Regions from separate parts of the Mus musculus genome. Here region 1 is linked to region 2. Evidence: chromatin contacts called from public HiChIP or PLAC-seq data. All regions are on one chromosome and are shown on one strand. Each heading gives the region's core, a stretch centred on a gene start, on an enhancer-like site or on the middle of the called end of the contact. The rest is flanking DNA. Distances are from core to core; before and after follow the strand shown. Region 1 has its middle 44 kb from the start of Lacc1. Region 2 has its middle 20 kb from the start of Gm52138.

Region 1 (3,443 bases), core at 805-3,304, 1.1 Mb before region 2:
CCTGGCACTTTAAAACACTGTGAATTATTCTTCCCATCTAACTGCTTGTGTCCGGTATCTAACCTTCTTTATTTCTGCTCCCTTTCCTAGGCTCTAGTAACCACTGTCTACTCTTCTTGAAGCCTAATATTCTATCATTCAAGATATATAGTATTTGTCTTTCTGTGCCTGGTTTATGTCATTAAGTATAAAGTCTTTTGGTTTGATCCATTTTGTTGCAAATGACACAATTTCCTTCTTTTTTGTAACTGAATAAGATCCAGTTGTACATAAGTCTCTTAATATATGCTGGTGGATATACCTGTGTTGATTACCAATCTTGGCTATTTGGAGTAGTGCTGCAGTAAACACGGGGGCGGGGGTGTCAGTTACACCCTTTGGATATTTATTCAGGAGTGGGATAGTTGAATCCTATGAAAATCAGAAATGGAGTCTCAGGTTTGCCTGGCTTCTGAGAATGCCATCATTTTTACAGTAGGAGGCAAGGCAATAGAATATTTTAGAATAGCATCTCCGTAAGTACATAAGTAGGCCATAGATGTATGGTACCAGGTCTAGCAAGAATTGAAACACTTCAAGCTCAGTATGGTGGCATGTATCTATAATCCTAAGCACCGCAAGGCTGCGGCAGGAAGATGGCTTTAAATTCAAGGCCATCTTGGGCTACATAGTGAGTTCCGGGATAACCTTGGCTATAAAGAAAAAGCTTCTAGTGTTTGTTAACTGAAGACTGCCCACACTCCAGAACCAGCCTGCCTTCTGCAGCTCAGCCAGCAGTCACATCATCACCAGCCACCAACACCACGCATTTCCACTGTCCTTGTGGGGTGCATACCCTTTATGAAACCCATGCTGCACAGCTTGCCCTCTTCTTGTCCATCCTCAGTCTGAGGCAGCCATTCATTCTCTCCACCACCCACCCCAATAAATCTCCTGCGCTGGGTCCGTTCTGTGCTGTGATCTTTGCGACATTCCTTGCCCTCTGATTGCCTGCAAATCCCTAATACCTAGTTGAAAGAAAACTATGCATCCATTAGCTATGCATGTAAATAAATGCATCTATATGTATACATGCATGTGTATATGTTTTACTGTTCTATATATTCTTTGAAAGAGATAAATAAATGGAAAATGTTATTGGCCTTGTTCCTTTGGATCAAAGATTTCTTTTTTATCATGACATAAATCACTTGATACAGATAAAGAGCCAGAGTAATTTCAGAGGAGAATGTTCAGCCTACTTCTATGCTAATAATGGATCCTACCTCATGGCTATTTTTGAAAAACTCCTCAGCCTGTTTAAAAAGGCTGGAATTTATCAATTTGAATATTTCCATGACACCAGCTTTATATTTCTCCATCTGAACTTCACATAATTGCTTCTGACTAGAAGATAGGTAATTTGCCTAGCTTCTTTATTTAAAAAAAAAAAATCAAAAACCAACAAGGCAAAATGTGGAGAGTTTCCAAGATTATTTCTATTCTTTTCTTTACCTTGTTAAAGCTAAACTACTTAAATAGCCAATTCCAACTAATATCTATTCTCTTAACTATTCTGAAAGTTTGTAGGATTGTAGTTTTTTTTTTTTTTAATTGGGATCTACAGAAAACTTGTGTAACTTACACTACCTTCTCTTAGAAGTTGCATCCTGGGCTGGAGAGGTGGCTTAGCGCTTAAGAGCACCAACTGCTCTTCCAAAGGTCCTGAGTTCAAATCTCAGCAACCACATGGTGGCTCACAACCATCCTAACAAGATCTGACACCTTCTTCTGGAGTGTCTGAAGACAGCTACAGTGTATTCACATATAATAAATAAATAAATCTTTAAAAAAAAAAAAAAGAAGTTGCATCCTTTTTTTTTTTTTTTTTTTTTTTTCAAGACTCAGCCATGTCTCTCCCATAAAGACTGAATTGTTTTGCAGGTTTCCTACTTTGGAGTATTCTATCAAATTTCCTTCAAGCTGTTGATTCAATCATTGCACCCTGCATTGTAAGTATGAGTCAACTAAACTTATCATAATGTCTTCCTTCTCTTTATTTTGAGGAATTGGATTAGCATGCTAATGGATTTCTTTTCTGTGAGTCAGCCTTATTATTTTTATGGTGAAAGTTCCTGCTTTGTTTGGACATCTCTGGATTTAATTTCATTGATGAATGGTGGTTGAACTTTTCTTTCCCTTGCATGAGATCCTTTGTTTTGTCCTTTCCTTTTCTCTTTCTTCCTATGTAGGAGTCCCATGCTATTGCTCATCTCTGAAAGATAGTTCACACATTGTTCAGGTATATAATTCCAGCTTCCTTTGTCCTACAGTATGAAAAAAAAAACCCAACAACAATTAGATTAAAAGTCTTTGAAAATGAATGCAAGAGGTTGAGAGAAATAACCTGAATTTTCTAAGAACTTTCAGTATGTGAGCATCAGAACCAGACCCCAAAAGCTTTCCCTCTGATCTCAGGTTCTTTTGTTGTGGGTTGTGTTGTCTCTACGTTGAAGGAGAACAATGGCTGGGAGACAAAAGGCAAAGGAAGATCTTCCAGTATAGATACTGCCTTTCCCTTGGGTCACTGAGAGTCCATTGGTATTCTAAAGGAATGACATTACCATTTTTATCAATCATCCATTAATTACATATGCTGCTATGGGCATGTAGGGATGCAGATACCAACCGATATTTACTGAACAAAACCTTGTCCAGGAACTTGCCATATCATCTAATTTCTCACTATTATCTTTTAAGAGGATAACTGCTAATCTCATTTTCCAAACAAACAAAGAGACACAGAAATAAAATGACTTCCCAAAGCCATAAAGCTAGTAGTAAATATGTAAGTTCAAGAACTCAGGTGACCCTAAATTCATTTAATTTTTATTGTATAACAGAGCATGTTCATTAACACCTTTACATGTGCCCAAATGTCACATGTTATCTGATCCAAGTTCTACAAAGCACTTAGAGTAGATATATCTGTAGACCTAGAAAGTAGCTTAACAGTGCTTCTGCCCAGGGTAGAGAGAAAGGTCATGTCTGAGAATGGGCACATTCCTTTTTGTAAGCAAAGACACAGTGAAACCACAAAAGTAAACTGCTCTGTGGGTTGGTTGAAAGAAAGGTTTACTGGTGACCAAGCAGCCAATGCTATCTCATAGGAAGGGGAGGCACAGGAAAAAGCAAAATGGAAGGAAGAAAGAAAGAGAGAGAGAGAGAGAGAGAGAGAGAGAGAGAGAGAGAGAGGAGAAGAGACCATGACAAGGAAGTAAGCTCAGGAAGGAATTTGACATTAGAGCATGACAAAAGAGTAAGTTCAGGCAGGGACCTGACATTGGCCAAGGACAAGGAAGTAAGAATCTGGTTTTAGGGTAGAACAAAGAAGTAGGCTCAGATATCTTGATCATCCTTAGAAACAGCCGGAGTGATCACGGGGCTTTGTGTTTATTGTCTTG
Region 2 (3,621 bases), core at 617-3,116:
ACACTGACATACTCCAAAACAAACCAAAAAACATGATGTTTTTTTATGAATTGTCTGCCATATCTCAAATTTTCTAATTAAGTCACAAGCCACTTGGCCACCTCTTTTATTCTATAGATATTTACAAAAGCATCTGAACTCTGTAAGAGAAAGTCTACCATCTCCTAAAAGCTGTAAAGATCTGCCAATCCTGGGCCTCCATCCTAGTATCCCGACAAACAACCTTGGAGCAGTTTCACGTAGAGATTTGCCCATAGGAAGCGCTGGATGTTTCTGCACGCTGGCTTCTGGAACATGTGCTTTATAACGTGTTTTCCCACCACTATTGCACACTTCCTTTACTGGGCACTGGAAATTTTATCTTTTAAGTTACAAGTCACACTGTTCTATGCGAACGGTCACAGTGGACAGGAGAGTTTCTGGGAGTCATTTGTGCAATCATGCAAATGACTGGAAACAATGGAACTGGGTGCTGTTAAACTCAAATAAGAGAGGGGAGAGATGGCTCGGCAGTTAACAGTGCTGGTTATTTAATTATTTAAAAACAAAAAACAAACAAACAAACAAACAAAAAAAACAGGGTTTCTCTGTATAGCCCTGGCTGTCCTGGGACTCACTCTGTAAACCAAGCTGGCCTTGAACTCAGAAATCTGCCTGCCTCTGCCTCCCAAGTCCTGGGATTAAAGGCATGCGCCACCACTGCCCAGCTAGTACTTGTCATTCTTGCAGAGGACCAGATCTGGGTTTCCAGCACCCATGTCAGGGTGGCTTGTGGCGCTACGGATTCAGGCGCCCTCTTCTGGCCTCTGAGGGCACCTACACACAATGAGCTCATACACATACAGATGGGAATAAAAAAATAATAAGTTAAACACAAACACAATGTACCCCAACTCAAATGCTCTTTATTTGGATTCTAGAACTGTAGCTACTTGGTGCCACCCACTCCCAGATGGAGAATGTCACTCTGTCAGAGAGGAAATCAAAATAAAAAGATACTGCTGGGCATGGTGGCGCTCGCCTTTAATCCTAGCACTCGGGAGGCAGAGGCAGGTGGATTTCTAAGTTCAAGGCCAGCCTGGTCTACAAAGTGAGTTCCAGGACAGCCAGGGCTGTACAGAGAAACCCTGTCTCGAAAAAACAAACAAACAAACAAACAAACAAAAGATACAGCAATTACTAATGACAGATAATAATGTTCTTTTGTAAAACGAACACAAACATTTGGCCTAGGAAGGACCACAAGATTCTTGGATTTTCTAGAAAAGCTGGAAGAGCTGATGGTATTGTGCCTCACTGCCCTCAGGACACAGTCCCCGGGAACTGGGTTGCCATGCCCTTCTTCCAGGCCACTTGTCCTCCACTGTACCCAGAGCAGCTGGCTTTGAAGCCCTGCAGCCAATCCAGATTGCAGGCTTCCCTGGCCTAAGGACAGAATTTACCAGTGCTTTTAAGTGACAGCTGTCCATCCCTTGTGGAGATTAGAGTGGAAAGAACTGTATGGAGGCAATTAGTTCATCTGCTAAAATAGCCTGTCTTAATTGAAATTGAAGAAGCCCCCGGATTAGTCATTAAAATCCGAACGCAGCTAAGTGGAAGACCAAGACCAGCTCAACAAAACTCCGATGAGGCGGGGGGGGGGGGGGGGGGGGGGAGCGAGGAGAGGAGCGAGGGAGGGGAAAAGTGGGGGCTGCGGTGCGGGGGGTGGGGGTGGGGGGAATGGGAGGGGAGGGGAGGGGAGCGAAGGGGAGGGGAGGGGGGGGAGGAGAGGGGAGGGGAGGGGAGGGGAGGGGAGGGGAGGGGGCCGAGCGTGCGGGGTGTGGAGAGGGTTGCTGGCTGAGGAGGATGAGGGAGCCCTCTAGTGGGAACTGCTATTTCTCCGGACCTTTTAAGATGGTTTGGAGAGAGGCAGCCACTCAAAGATAAAATGTTCACTCAGAGGCAAAATGGCCAGGGAGCAAGAAAAATATTCTGGAAAATGGTGTGTGTGTGTGTGTGTGTGTGCACGCGTGTGCGCGCTGGTGACTGCAGTTTACTACAACTAGGAATCCGGCTTCACTGCTGTAGACCCCTAGTATTTTAAGTTGTTATTTAAATGGAAAGTAAATGTTTCTTACAGCTTTTAAAAGCCAAGTTGAACACTTGGTGTGAAAAAAAAAATTAAAGTGTATATAACATAATGCTGGTTGTTTTTGACTTGTGTTAACTTGTAAAACCTCAAATCTAGTTCCTCTTAGGAATTTTCTTTCTTTCCTGAGACAGGGTTTCTCACTATGTAGCCCTAGCTGCCCTGGAACTCACAAAGATCTGCTTGCCTCTGCCTCCCTAGTGCCTGGATTAAAGGTGTCAGCACACACACACATACACACACACACACACACACACACACACACACACACAGCCTCAGTGAGCCTAAATTGTAAGATCTAGCGCAGCGTTTTTCTGTTGGGTGGGGACTGCTGCGGTGAGACAATCTTTAGGCAGCTGCTCCAGGGACCAAGTGAGTAAGGGTGCCTCCGTTTCATTGTGTTGATAGCCCTCTCAACGGTGCGGACTTGCCTCAAGCGAGCCCAGGCCAGGCCTGAGTGGCCAATCCTAACGTGAGTCTGCTCAGTACACAGTGCCCAGCACAGCTGCGGTGTCCCCCCAAACAGCTTTAAAAAGCAAACAGAGCAGAAGGATTTTCAAAGCCAAGACAACGTTTTGCAGGTTTTTGAATAGGGAGGTAAAATGTTTGGGTCCAAGAGTCGAAAGTCAAAACTGGGTAAAGATCACGGTTCCCATGTTCATGTGTAGTCCATAGTCCAGTCGGGGCAGAGAGGAGAGATGGATGGTGTTGAGAGATTTGAAAGGGCATTTGACAGACCAGTTCAGTATTCACTGAACATAAAAATAAAATTGAATTATCAAATGCTGACTATTTCAAACTGTATCTTGTATGTTTTAATTTGTAAATAACATCTCCCGGGTTGTAGGATGTAGGTCACTGGTACAGTGCTTGCTAGGAGGCACAAAACTCTAAGTCTGATCTCTTAAGGGCCATAAACCTGGCCTAGTGGCACATGCCTGTAATCCCAACACCTGATGAGAGGTGAAGACAGGAGAATAAGAAGTTCCATGTCCTTCTTGGCTAAGGTTTGAAGTAAGCCTGGGATATGTGAGATCCAGCCTCAAAAAAAAAAAACAAGCTAAATAAAAACGACACTTCTAATAATGCATCTTTATTATATTCATGAAAGTTACTAGTAAGTCTAGGATCTATATGAGTCTAATGGCTCAGTGGGTAAGAGAACTGCCGTGCAAGCTCAGGGACCTGAGTTTGAATCCCCAGCACCCATGTAAAAAGCTAGGTGTGGGGACTGGAGAGATGGCTCAGAGGTTAAGAGCACTGACTGCTCTTCCAGAGGTCCTGAGTTCAGTTCCTAGCAATCACATGGTGGCTCAAAACCATCTGTAATGGGATCTGATGCCCTCTTCTGGTGTGTCTGAAGACAGGGACAGTGTACCCACACACATGAAATATATAAATAAATCTTAAAAAAAAAATCTAGGTGTGGGGGCTGGCTCATCGGTTAAGAGCCCAGACTGCTCTTCCAGAGGTCCTGAGTTCAATTCCCAGCA

The links. HiChIP or PLAC-seq counts read pairs in DNA pulled down with a chosen protein or histone mark.
Region 1: a contact with region 2 is called in an H3K27ac HiChIP or PLAC-seq map of embryonic stem cells, with 19 times the contacts expected there. The contact joins two enhancer-like sites. A contact is called at or near these places in 8 of 484 Hi-C or Micro-C datasets (the G1E-ER4 cell line, cortical neurons, embryonic stem cells and 3 more) and 2 of 115 datasets of contacts at active chromatin or transcription factors (both in embryonic stem cells).

What each region holds. Positions count from the first base shown.
Region 1 is chr14:76,990,467-76,993,909 of GRCm38.p6, reverse strand. No RefSeq gene overlaps it. Among named protein-coding and RNA genes, the nearest start is that of Lacc1, 44 kb to the left of the region's middle. Within about 2 kb of position 2,054, at least 12 of the 459 cell types and tissues checked have an H3K27ac peak or open chromatin away from gene starts, as enhancers often do. A contact at or near this core is called in embryonic stem cells, where this site is marked.
Region 2 is chr14:75,869,121-75,872,741 of GRCm38.p6, reverse strand. No RefSeq gene overlaps it. Among named protein-coding and RNA genes, the nearest start is that of Gm52138, 20 kb to the left of the region's middle. Within about 2 kb of position 1,866, at least 21 of the 459 cell types and tissues checked have an H3K27ac peak or open chromatin away from gene starts, as enhancers often do. A contact at or near this core is called in embryonic stem cells, where this site is marked.